Linked DNA regions of Mus musculus: all the other regions are linked to region 1. A link is a contact called in public promoter capture Hi-C data. All regions are on one chromosome and are shown on one strand. The core of a region is the stretch at or near the end of the contact, and the rest is flanking DNA. Distances in the headings are between cores, read along the strand shown.

Region 1 (3,096 bases), core at 448-2,947:
AGGCTAGGGAAGTTGTTTATGTGAAATCCTGACACAGAGCCAGCCTGACACAGAGCCCCCCTCACCCCAACCCTGGATCCTGCCAAGCGGGTCAGGGAGACTCCAGACCTGTCACCCAGCATTCAGTCCGCTCTGCTGCTGGCCATGGGGAGGAACGCGTCACTCATGTGAGCAGGCCTGGGGTCACTGGTGGAATCCGTGGGCTTGTGACTGCCCACCAGAGGCTCCTGTCACAAAGAAAAGACACCTGCTGCACACGCCTGGATCGTATGAGATCCAGGGCACATCTCCAGATTCACTGGGCTATCCCTCTATTTTCCCTCCATGTCACACCTATATGACAGTCCCTGCTTTTTGCCAAGACCTAATTGGTTTTTACTTTTCTTACCTAAGATTTCCCATCTCCTTCATTCTTTCAAAGGTCTGTGGCTGGAATATGACTTGGCTAAGAAATTGCTTGTGACCAACTCTCTGAGACTTGGTGTCACCATCAGTAAAAAAGAGGGTTCTGGGCAATGTTTTTGATTTTGGATGGCCATCTTGGTTTCAAGGATTTCCAGGCAAGTCCGGCTTCTATGAAACCCACCTTAAGATGCTTTTAATCGGCATCCTGACTGGCTTAGGGCCTTCTGGTAGGAAAACTTAACTTTGGTTGCCAAAGTTTTTGTGACTACAGTACAACGAAAAACAAAAGCTTGAGTCTGCTGCAGCAATGACAGCTGTTGTCTCTGTCACTTAGCTGCAGCAGGTGCGCCACTCTTAAGTCTGACCCAAGACCCAAACTCAACAGTAAAATGATTAGAAGATAACAGCATTAAAAAAAATAACAATCAGGGAAGACTGTTCGGATGCTGTTGGTTCTGGCACGTGGGTCTCAGGTTTCTGGGCCTATATGATCACAAACCCAGAAAAGGCCTGTTAGCTGGAGTTAGGCTATGCCACACTTATGCAGATAGCAAGAGACAGACAAACAGTCAGGGAACTTGGACGCAAGGAAAACTTGAGGTAAAATGACCCTAGCCTGGACCGCTGGAAGCGCCTAGCCTCACCCTCTCCAACTGGGGTTAGCCACCAAGGGAAAGGCTCGGCTCTATCATCAGACCCACCTGGCCAAAGGACACTGGCACACGTGGTAAGGCAGGGACCAGCGAGTAAATGCGGCCACCTCCAAATTGCGACACGGTGCCTGCCTCACTCACGCTCCTGGGGTGCAGCCTGTACTCACCCCTGGCCGACCATCTGCGCTAGGCTTGGGGTTTTATCCCAAGTGGTCTTCGCCGCGCCGTTTGCCTTATGAGCGGACAAAACAACTGGTCCTTTAGCACCTGGGAGTTACTCTGAGCCGACTGAGCCTCAGTTTCCCCATCCCCACAAGGGCAAGCTCCCAGAGGAGGAGGCGAACTTACAAAGGTACGGGGACTGGCACCCTTTGTGCCTGGTAGTGCCCCCACCCCCATGGAGGAGCACACAGTAGGCGCTCCGGAAACACTCTCTGAAAGGAGGAGCGGGCCACTTCCTGCCCTGGAGCTGACTCCGGGAGCCCTGGTCCCACCGCTCCGCCCCGGGCCCCGGCCATGCGGCATTCCTAAGGTGGGTGGGCGCAGGAAGGAGGTGCCGCGGGCCCGCCCCCTCCGACGCGTGGGCGGGGCGAAGCCCCCTGGCTCTGCGGGCCCGCCCCCGAGGGTGGGCGTAGCTGGCCACGCTCTGCACAAAGTTTGTTTCTGCCTCGGGGCGGTGGGGGAGGGTGCGGCAGGCGGGATGGGAGGAGAGGGGATCTGACGTCAGGTCGCGAGGTGCTTTCCAGCCGCGAGCTGTCAGGCGGGTGTCAGACCCGGCAGGTACGCGGCGCGTTCCCCCGGTGCCCCCCGCCCCGGCCGGGTGGTCCCACACCCCACCGAGGCCGCGTGGGCCGGAAAGCCGCCAGGGAAGGTGAGTGCGGGGCGCCGAGGGGCTGGAGACGCGGGAGGAGGCGCGCGGACAACTTGGAAAGTTTCTTGGGGCGACGGGGCGGGGGAGGGGGCGTCGTCCCGGCGCGTGCGACAGTGGGTGTGTGAGCCCCGGGGGTGTGTGTGAGTCGGGACCGCGGAACGCTGGCGCGGAATGCCGGGGTTGGCGGGGGGGGCGCTGTTCGGGGTCCTTGAGGGAGGGCTCGGCTCCCAAAGCTCCCAAAGCTCCTCTGGGAGAGGGCAGCCGGTGCCCTGCAGCGGGGTGAGCGCGCGGGGAGCGGGTTTGTTTGGTTTCAAAAGTGCACGTTGCTAACCGCCGGCAGCCCCCCCCCCTCCCGCACGGCGACAGAGCGGGACCGGGGGCCGCCGAGTGACAGCTGGAGGTGGGGGCCGCGGGCGGGGCTCCGACGGAGAGGGCTTGGGAGCCCGCGCGAGTTCCCCTTTCCTTTGGAACAAAGGAAAGTCTGTCTCCGAGGCATCTGTCACTCCCAGGCGGGCCAAGGCTGTGGGGCGCGTGGGGCTGGCGACGCGGAGAAAGTTTGTGCGCGCCGGGACCCCGGGACCAGGCGAAGGGCAGCCGAGCGTCTTGCGGGGGCTGTGCGCGTCCCCGATGTAGGGGGGGCGGCCAACATGGAGTCCAGGCGCAGAGTTGGGGGGGGGGGGCGGCGCGGAGGTTGGAGCCCAGCCCCCTCTTTTCCCCTCCCCCTCCGGGCCGAGTTCGGAGCACAAAGCCGAGCGCGCACGCTCCGGCGGCCCCGCGCCCCAAGAGTCACCCTGCGCGGAGTACCAGGGAACGGGCTGGGAACTAAACTTTTTCCTGTCCCAAAATGGACACGTGAGTTTTTTTTTTTTCCTTGCAAAGTCGTCCCCCCCCCCCAACCCCCAAGCGCCGGGTGGCGGACCGACAGGGGAGCTGTTGCTCGCACCGTGACTCTGGTGGGGGACAGTTGAGTGAGGGTGCCTTGAGCGCCGGCGGATTCGTCGGCGCCCCATGAGCCATGTGCTCCGTTGCGTCTGGGCCGCGGGGGAGGCTGCGCGCTTTGTGTGAACTGCTGGGAACTCCAGCCTCAGTGTGCGGCCCGGGGGATTGTATCTGGAGCTGGGCGAGTTGTCAGAAAGTTCCTGTGGGAGTGGCTGCAGATGGTGTTGT
Region 2 (3,096 bases), core at 309-2,808, 2.3 Mb before region 1:
TCACGGTGGGTGGGTGCTCCTGGCCAGCTCTCTGTACCTTCACCTCCCACAGCTGGAGTCAAGCCCGAGTTGGCTCTGATGTAGCAGCCTTTGGCATGTTCCCAGCTTGAGGAAGGTTGGACAGATGGGCTAAGAATCTTCCTGAGAAGCCTTGGAAGCCATATCAGATCTGAATGTTTCCCTCCCCACCCCTCCCCCACCCTGACTTTATGGGTATTCTCCCAAGTCCACACACTATTCTCCACCTACCCTCACTGAACAGGCTCTTTCCCTTGTGCCTGCTTATTTTGGGTGTTCTGGTTTTCCCACTAGTATGTGAGGGAGCAGCTTAGAGTTTAACCCTTTCAGGGCTGGGACCTCTTATAAGGCCAATTCATCATGAAGACTGTGGGCATCTGTGTGTACACATTTGTGTAAGGAACAAGGAGGGTGGCAACGGCCCGTAGATTTTATTTGTAGAGGCAATGATGAAACAGACAAGTTCAAAGCCTAGACAGAACTCATAGAGCCCAGGGTCCTGAATGCTAAACTCTTCCACCCAACTCCCTCAGGGTCACTAGGCTAATCAACCAATATAACCCTTAGGCTGACTCAGAGAAAGGGCTGCTACTGGATTGGGATCACACAGCAGCTCAACGCAGCCGGGCTGGGGTAATTTGGATGGGAGTGGGGCAGGAGAGCTAAGCTTGAATGAAGATACTCCATTCATACCCCAGGGTGCCTCCTGACCTGAAACATGCCTCCTCAGGCTTGAAGGACCATGGTCAAGGTGCTGAGTCACTAGGGCATTGGGGAGGGGGCACAACAGCCTCTTACACTGGCAGGGACTTCTAGAATAGGGGCAGAAGAGAGCCAGGACTTGCTGAGCACATAGTAGAAGGGGGAAAGAGAGGCGCTCAGAGCTAGGGCTCCTGCACTTGGAGTTTTGCCTCTAGCTAGGTAAGGTAGCACAGGAAGATTGCACAGCGATCTGAGACAGGGTAGGATGCTCTACATCTACAAAAGGGGGCTCAAGGCCACCTGCTGCCCATGAGAGGAGTCCCTTACCAACTGTAAGACTCTGCCACCCTTGATCAGGCCTGAGGCTTCCGGGGCAGGACAGAGCTCCTTCAAGGTCTAGGTAGGCTCCCCTGTCCTATCAGCCCAGCCGGGGCTGCCATGGAGCAGGCTGCTGTGACTGAGTGTTGGCAGTCCCCAGCCCCAGTGGACACAATTAGGGTGAGGGGCAGTACTGCTGAGAGACAAGGAGAGACACGGAGCGGCACAGACAGCACAAGAAATGCAATGGCAGGAAGACAAAAAGGCAGGAGGATCACAACAGCAGGGTCACAGATAGTCTAGGAGAGGGACCGAAGCAGGACCAACAGATGTGGAGGGAGAGACAGGGACATGGAAGACTGAGACCTAGGGAGCCTGATGCCCGCCCGCCGGTGCCCCACTCACGTCCTGGAAAAGCGCGTGTCCCGCGGCAGGCGCAGAGTGTCGCGGCTGCTGGGGCGCAGGTGGCCCGAGCAGGCACACAGTAAGCAGCCCGGCGCACGCCATGGCTCGGAGGCTTGCAAGGCTGCGGGTTGCGGTTACCAGGCCGCCCAGGCTGGCTGGGGGCGGGGCGCGCGCCCATTGGCCCAAGCATGGCCCCGCCCCCACCTGGCCTCGGTTTCCCCGCCTGGAAGAGGCTTCCAAAAGGAGTCACCCCAGAAGTCACTGGCAATGACATCTTGCCAGGAGTCCCACAGGAACCGGCGCTCCACCCAGTCGGGTGTGGGCAGGCAAAGCTCTAAGTGCAGGAGCCCTAATAGATCAGACCCACAAGCGTTTTATATCTGGACATCTGCACTTCCCTGTCAAATGAGGATAATAGCCTTCCCCCTTAGCCCCCAGGTTGTAAAGAAGTAAGCTTTGTAGATGCTCAGCTCAGAGGACTTCCATCTATGCTTTAACACAAGTCATGGATTGCCAATCACCCCTTCCTTCTCCCAGATCTCTGCCCCAGCACCTTTCAGGAAACTCTCCCTGGTCTTCTACTTACAAGGCCTATAGGGAGGGAACAGCAGCTGCAAGCGTAGGCCCACGCACATACACACAGGAAAGCATTCGACACAAACACAGTTCACTGTGTTGCATCTTTACTAATGTTCAGAAGGTGCACAGCAAGCTGACTCTGACGCTCCCTCTTCTGTACTTAGGTCCCAAGCATAACTCCCTACCCACCATTGGGTCAGTTTTCTTCTCAAGGGGTTACAAACTGAAAGGAAATTAAGTCAGATAGGAAGAGGGAGTGAACATTCCCTCCAACACTAGCCTCACTCTGGCTGGCGGAGAGTTTCAAACCCAGCCCTAACACCATCAAAACATTTATTAAAATCAAAGCAGGAGGGAACAGAACTGTTAGGAAACAAATCAAAGTGCAGACTGGAGGGTGGGGAGGACAGCAGAGGAGCACTCCAGCCATAGGAAGGACGCATACCCACCCCTCCTGGCCGCAGTCAGCCAAGGCCCTCACGTACCCTCCCCATCTCAGATCCCCTGGATACATGCGGCTGGAGTACTGGTACAAAGGGACTGTTTCTCCAGCCCATCCATGGCTGTCAGTCTGTCTCCCTCTCCCTTTCCCAATAAATAAACTGCTTGGGCCTCAGCAACTCTTGGGTAGGGATCCTGCCCTTGCTTCAGAGAACAGGGACTTAAGGTATCACCCATGCCCCCCACCCTTTGCTTATCCCCCCAGGCTTGCCAGAGGCCTCGATAAATAAATAAACGCTCCATTAAAGCTTCGATCGGAAAACTTTTAAGCAGTGCTCTTGCTGCCCTGCAAACCCAGCCAGGCAAGCTGTACCACCCGGCCTGGCTGACACACAGGATTCTGAAAGCAGGCAGCCACCCTGGGCCTCACAGGGCCCCTGCAGCAAGGACACCAAAAGTGCAGTTAGAGCCCACCCCCACCCCAATGCGCACACATGGATCCATGCACACATGTGGACACACCAGGATGTGTCTGCAGCACACATACAGATGTGTTCACCTTCATTCCCGGGCACACGTGCACATACACATACATACACACACACACACACACACACACACACACACACACAC
Region 3 (3,096 bases), core at 334-2,833, 2.2 Mb before region 1:
CCTGGCTTTCAGCACCCTTTTAAAAACAAGAGTCCCGCAGAGGCAGGCGGATTTCTGAGTTCGAGGCCAGCCTGGTCTACAAAGTGAGCTCCAAGATGGCCAGGGCTATACAGAGAAACCCTGTCTCGAAAAAACCAAAAAACAACAACAACAAAACCAAGAGTCCCAATGTAGGTTCAAATTCTTCCCCAGAGACGGATGCCAATTGTGTGGTAAGAGTATTTAAGTTAAATTTGAGTTTTCTAATATAATCCCCCCAAACATGACTTTCTATACTCCTAGAGTGTCTTACTATTATTGTGACCAAAGCAACTCGGGGAGGAAATGGTTTACTGAGCTTATACTTCCATATCATTGATCATCATGAAAGCAGGTCAGAACTCAAACAGACAGGAGGTTTTTTCTTTTTCTTTCTTTCTTTCTTTCTTTCTTTCTTTCTTTCTTTTTTTTTTTTCAGTGCCAGAAATACAATTACATTCAGGAGGTTTTTTCAAGTCAGGGTTTCTCTGTATAGCCCTGGCTGTCCTGGAACTCAGTCTGTAGACTAGGCTGGCCTATAACTCAGAAATCTACCTGCCTCTGCCTTTGCCTCTGGGATTAAAGGCATGTGCCACCACATGGCAGCCCTCTTATCTCAGCCTTTCAAAAGATGTGAGATTATAGGCATGAATTGCCAAGTCCTGTTTAAAACACACATCTTTATTTGAGTGCCTGTAGTCAGCTGGGCCCTTTATATTCCTATCTCACTTACAAACTCTTTTAAGAGGACTTGTGACAATTTCAAATTTACAGCTTTGGAAAGCAAGAGGAAGTAAGTATCTAAATGAATATTCGAGGCTGATTTTGAAGCTTTGCTGTTGAATTACACTGCCAAGGTGGTTAGTCTATTTTAGGTTTCAGAAGGTCTCTTAGGTGAATAAAGAGAATGACAGCTCATCCAAGTAGAGAGAACTGACCGGTCTGGTAAAGTAAGCTAGTTAGACAGCCAGTTTCCTGGGCTTGATTCACTGACATATAAATTAGGAACAGCACAGATCCAACACTTCAGAGGCAGAGACAGGCCAGCCTCTGATCCTTAGGAACTTCAAGGCCAGCTTAGGCTACATGAAAGTCTGGTTCCAAAACAGACACACAAAATAGGAACAGCATTATCTGTTGTAAACTGCTTTAAGAATCAAATGTGATTATGATTGTAAAGTACTATGTTCCAGAGATCATAGAAAATGAGTGATGTTGTTATCACTATTACTTCCCGTGCTGTGAATTAGGTCCAGGGTTCTATCACGGACCAGCACAACGAACCCCTCTTTTTGTAATAGTTATTTCTTCTCTTCCTGGTCTTTCATCTCTACGGAACACATTCCAAAGAGACTACATTTTCCAGCATGCCACATTGCCCTTTGACCTCTGCGAGACTAAAAAGATGCGCCATAGTACGCCAGGAGCCGGAAAACTCAGACTCCCGGCTTGCAGCGCGCGGTCCTCCCTTAGACTCGAGGGGCTGCGGGCGCGTGGTGCTCTGGGAGCTGTAGTCAGCGGCGCGTTGCCCTGACGCCGGCCGGGCCCGGGCGTGGGGGCCTGTGGGAGGTGGCGCGGCCGGGCCCAGCTGCGGGGCGGAGGTGGAGGCGAGGCCTGCGGCTGCGGGGAGCGGCAGGCCGGGAGTGGGCGCGGGAGCCGAGCCGAGCCGAGCCGAGCCGAGCCGGAGTGGGCGCCGGAGGCCGGCGCGGCGAGCAGCAACCATGTCGGTGTTCGGGAAGCTGTTCGGGGCTGGAGGGGGTAAGGCGGGCAAGGGCGGCCCGACCCCCCAGGAGGCCATCCAGCGGCTTCGGGACACGGAGGAGATGTTAAGCAAGAAGCAGGAGTTCCTGGAGAAGAAAATCGAACAGGAGCTGACGGCTGCCAAGAAGCACGGCACCAAAAATAAACGCGGTGAGACGGCTGGGGCCCCATCAGACTCTCCACTGGCTCTCCTAAGGCTCCCCAGGCCCGGACTCCACTTTGTCTAACTCGTTTCGGGGTCTCTCTCGACTCTGGAACTCTCCGGCCAGACTTCTTTCGTTGTCCAGCCGAGCCGGGGATCCCTTTCCATCTGACTCCTTCTGGGTCTCCTTGAGCCGGTTCACTTGCATCATCAGACTCCCTTCAAACTCTCCCTACCCTGGCAGGCCTCTTCTGACCCAGATCTCACAGCACTTTAACTTTGCTCAGTCTGTTCCACTCTGTTCCATTGTATTCTTTTCTCTTTGGCCTCACCCATCTTCCCAGCCACTGCCTCTACCCCCACCTTGGTTCATTTCTTTGCCCCACCCTATCATTTATGTGTTTCTTGGTCCACCTCTGTCCTCTCCTGAGCCCTTGGTGACGTCTGAGCTGCCTTCTGCCCCTGACTTAGGAGTCTTCTTGAGAAGCTTCCTTTATGGAGAAAAAAGAGAACTGGGGAGTGAAGAGACCCTCTGGGACCCGCTCTGTCTGTTCACTTGTTGAGTGTACTTGTTAAGTTTTGAGTTCCACATCCACCGGCTAGGAGCTGGCCACTGGAAGACCTAAGATGTCGATAACCCTGTGATTCTCAGAGCTTCCGTGTTGTAAGCCTTACCCTCTTGTGACTCACCACTTCCCCGTTCCTCCTGAACCAGAAATGACGAGGACTCTGCCTCTGTTGACCCAGTCCTGTTGTTGATTGGAACTTGAAAGCTTCTTTGCTTCCTGTCTAGGAATCGAAACTGTCTAGGAAGTACCTTGTAGTTTTCTTCAGTGAGATGGATGTGAAAATGTGTGAATGACTGTAAAGAAAGTCAAAATGCTCATGTGTGTTTTTGTTACAACAATGTGAGCATGAATCATAGCGTGACAGGTCACCCCTTGAGAGTGGGCCGAAGTTGAGAGATAGAGAGAGGTGGGGGGGGGGGGCTGGCTTAGGAATCATGCAAACAAGTATTTAACCCAGAAGGTTACCAGGGAAATTTCTTCCGGGACTGTGACCTTTAGTGGATTTATCCTCCTAAGAGTGTTTATAATATCCAGTACTAGTAGGGGCTTAACTAACATGGGAAACATTAGCTTGTTTTGTATCACAATGATAACCTATCTTGAGGG
Region 4 (3,096 bases), core at 389-2,888, 2.0 Mb before region 1:
GTGCACAGAATTCCCAGTGGCAGCAGACTATCATCTGCAATCTTTTCTAATGGAAGCCACGACCGGAGCAGGGCACCAGTGGCAGCTTGCCTGACAGTGGGGCTGCAAGTTCAGAGAATGCTTCTCAGAGGAGGAGGCTCCTCCTGAATATGGGATGAGTGAAAAGGCTGCCTGAGGTGTTAGTTAATAGATTGCTATATCCAAAGTCTAGCGGTGGTGGCACATGAGGTGGAGGCCAGCCTGGTTTACAGAGTGAATTCCAGGAAAGCCAAGGCTACCCCGAGAAACCCTGTCTTGAAAAAACAAACGGACAAGGAAACCCAACAAAGAATAGATGGTATATTTGAGCAAATATAGGAAGACTGTTACACAGAGAGGGAAGTGAGGAGCTGGATAAAACCAGAAAAAGCAGAGGAGGTTGGTAGGGGCTGGACTGATTGATGGAAGTGTTTATTGATCACCATAGTAGGTCTGGAAACACAGTAATGTACAAAAACCAGTAAAGAATTCCTGGTCTTGGCGCTGGGGAGATGGTTTAGTGAGTAAGACTGATTGCTCTTCAAGGCTGAGAACCTGTTTGAATCACCCATTCCCGAACTCAAGAGGCCTGGCCTCGCTGTGATGCCAGCAGTTGGAAGGCAGAAGCAGGGAGGATTAGGAGTTCAAGATTATTCTCGGCTACAGAGCAAGTACAAAGCTGGCCCGGGCTACAGAGACCCTGCCTCAAACTCTGTCCTAATTCCCAACAGGTAATGAAATCACAGGTCTGAAGGGAATGGGGAATACAAATAAGTACGTCTCCAGCTTTCTGGGAGATTTGTGACTATAGCTGACAATGGTCCTCTTTGCTCTCAGAAGACCCCCTGATGGTCTGGAGAGGCAAATTGGGGATGTAAGTGGGAGAGACAGGAGACTGAAAAACTGATTCAAATGGGAGATCCTGACATGATAAATATTTAGGAGGAAGAACCAACACCCAGATTAAGTAAGAAAACATTTCATCCCATAAGGGCAAAACTACTTAATCAGGCTTTTTTTTTTTCCACCTTTGACGAGAGACCCCAGACATCGAAGCGTCTCCGCCCAACCCCAAGCCTTCCCAGCGAATGGTAGCATTCTAATTCCTAGAAAGTGAAATAACCGCTCCAATTGCTTCTGGCCCCTGCCGCACCGCCTCCAGCTAACAGAGAGGGCTCCATCTCCAGGCCTCGCCCAATCAAGCGCCACCCCCGCGCCGCGCTCCTCCCTTAGGATCTTCCTCCTTCCGGCTCCCGCCCAGGGTCTACCTCCGACTGTCCTGCCCGCGGTGTTACCAAGGCCCACCTCCTGCAGACCGGCGGCAACCTCTTAGCACCGCCTCCGCTTCCGTAGGCCCAAGCTCCGCCCCTCAGACTCCTCCCCTGGGCACGCTCTTCCCCCCCACCCCGGCTCCGCCCTCAGCCTGCTGCTCCTCCCTCGTGTCCTCCCGCCCGTCAGCCCTCGGGACCCCCTCCGCCCCGCCTTCAGCACCCGGCTGGTGGAAGCCACAAACTCCTTTCCCTCAGCCCCGCCTGCCTCCTCCGTCCCCCCACCCCACGCTAGACCCCGCCCCGGCCCCGCCCTCCTCCTCTGCGCGCCGAAGCTCTGGACCTTTCCAAAGCCCGGCGCGAGGGGTGTGCAGGGAGCCCACGCGTTTGGAGAGCCCGGCCCGTGCAGGGCGGCGCTGGGGACTGAGTGCTCGGGTGGCAGGATCCTATTCGGAGGACCGAGAGGAGAACCGGGTAGGAGCCGGGGCGGCGGGCAGGCCGAGTGCAGACGCCTGTCCAGCACTCCCCCTCCCCGCGCTCGCCCCATTGGTGGCGGCCGAGCGAAGGACTCGCGGCTGCGGGGCTCGCGCCTCTGTCAGTGCGGCGGGGCGCGCGAGCGGCGCGGGGTGCGGAGCCGAGGGAAGCCGAGGGGGCGGAAGCGGTCGCGACTCTCGCGCGTGTGCTCGGGCTCCTCACGCGGCGGCCAGGGCCGCCTCTTCCCTCCCGCCCTCCGAGAGCAGACGCGCCGTCGCCCTTCGGTGCCGCGCGGCTTCCTCCAGACCTCGGCGCGGGTGAGTGGGGGCCGCGGGCCGCTCCTGAGGAGTGCGGGCGGGCTGTTCCGTGTGCCTTTTTCGTTCCTCACCTCCTCGGGCGGGCCGGTGCCTATTTTTAGAAACTCTTTCTCTCCGCGGTCCCGGGAGTCCTGGGAGCCGGAGTAACTCTCGGCCCCCTCCCTCTGTGCTCCCTCCCGGGCCCGCCGCCCCGGGTCGCCTGCCCCGGGGCCACGCGCGCCCGCCCCTGGACGCCTGGTATTCGCAGCTCGCCTCCGGTCGGTCGGCCGGGCGCGGGCCGGGAGTTGGGGGTGGGCCGGTGCCCGCTCGGAAGTTGGAGTCTTTTGTGCTGCGCCCCGCCCCGACCGGCGAGGGGAGGAGGGGAGGGAGCGGAGGTTGCGCCGGGGAGGCCTCGGGCGGGCTGGGGCCTGGCTCTGGCCTGGATTGGGGCCCCGGGTTTCTTCCGGCTTTCCAGTCGGTCCAGCTCTTTGAGGTTCCCTTAGGCGCGCAAAACTGGTCCTTTCTTTTCCCTCACGGGTCTGTCTGAGCGCCTTTCTCGCTACCCTTGCCTAGCCTTTGCTCGGTGTCTTGTGGAGCGCGGAAGGGAACGGCCAGCCCTCGAACTGGGGGGCCGCGTCCCCCACTTTGCTCCAGCCCGAGCCTCAGTTTTCACCTGGGTGAAATGGGGTCAAGGAGGAACGCAGCCTCTCCGGGTGTTAGTGAATTCAGGGAGGGAGTTAGTACAGGGCAGAAGCGTTAAATGCCAACAGGTAACGTTTAACGAGACTGACCCAGGAACTTCGTGAATGTATCGCCTCATGTCCACACCGGTCTTCCAGAGCTGTCCCTGCTCACAGGAGCAGAAATCAAGGTTCAGAGACATGAAACCGCCGTAGAAGTACAAAGCTGTTAGTAACCGTTACTTATTTCCTGATAGGAAATCTCTTTGTGCAGAGGGCATTTTGATTTACCGTTAGTCTTAACACCGTATAGGTAAGAAAGGTAGGCTCCTCTCTGAGACATTGACTGAGAGACAGGGA

What was found. Promoter capture Hi-C pulls out the DNA fragments that hold promoters and counts their contacts.
Region 2: a contact with region 1 is called in a promoter capture Hi-C map of pre-B cells, with 3 times the contacts expected there. The contact joins the promoter of Necab3 here to the promoter of Tgif2 in region 1. A contact is called at or near these places in 2 of 39 promoter capture datasets (liver and pre-B cells).
Region 3: a contact with region 1 is called in a promoter capture Hi-C map of pre-B cells, with 4 times the contacts expected there. The contact joins the promoter of Chmp4b here to the promoter of Tgif2 in region 1.
Region 4: a promoter capture Hi-C map of pre-B cells shows a contact between it and region 1, with 4 times the contacts expected there. The contact joins the promoter of Raly here to the promoter of Tgif2 in region 1. A contact is called at or near these places in 2 of 39 promoter capture datasets (liver and pre-B cells).

The regions. Positions count from the first base shown.
Region 1 is chr2:156,838,310-156,841,405 of GRCm38.p6, forward strand. It overlaps Tgif2 (TGFB-induced factor homeobox 2), which reads left to right and starts at 1,698. Exons shown (of 3, transcript NM_173396.3): 1 at 1,698-1,929. LOC115486128 reads right to left here and starts at 2,939. Exons shown (of 5, transcript XM_030252280.1): 1 at 2,873-2,939; 2 at 1,407-2,690; 3 at 109-227. The coding sequence starts at 2,939. The coding sequence ends at 226.
Region 2 is chr2:154,557,295-154,560,390 of GRCm38.p6, forward strand. It overlaps Necab3 (N-terminal EF-hand calcium binding protein 3), which reads right to left and starts at 1,559. Exons shown (of 13, transcript NM_021546.3): 1 at 1,444-1,559. The coding sequence starts at 1,545. It overlaps E2f1 (E2F transcription factor 1), which reads right to left. Exons shown (of 7, transcript NM_007891.5): 7 at 2,106-3,096.
Region 3 is chr2:154,655,443-154,658,538 of GRCm38.p6, forward strand. It overlaps Chmp4b (charged multivesicular body protein 4B), which reads left to right and starts at 1,584. Exons shown (of 5, transcript NM_029362.3): 1 at 1,584-1,929. The coding sequence starts at 1,740.
Region 4 is chr2:154,789,472-154,792,567 of GRCm38.p6, forward strand. Raly (hnRNP-associated with lethal yellow) reads left to right here and starts at 1,639. Exons shown (of 8, transcript NM_001139511.1): 1 at 1,639-2,077.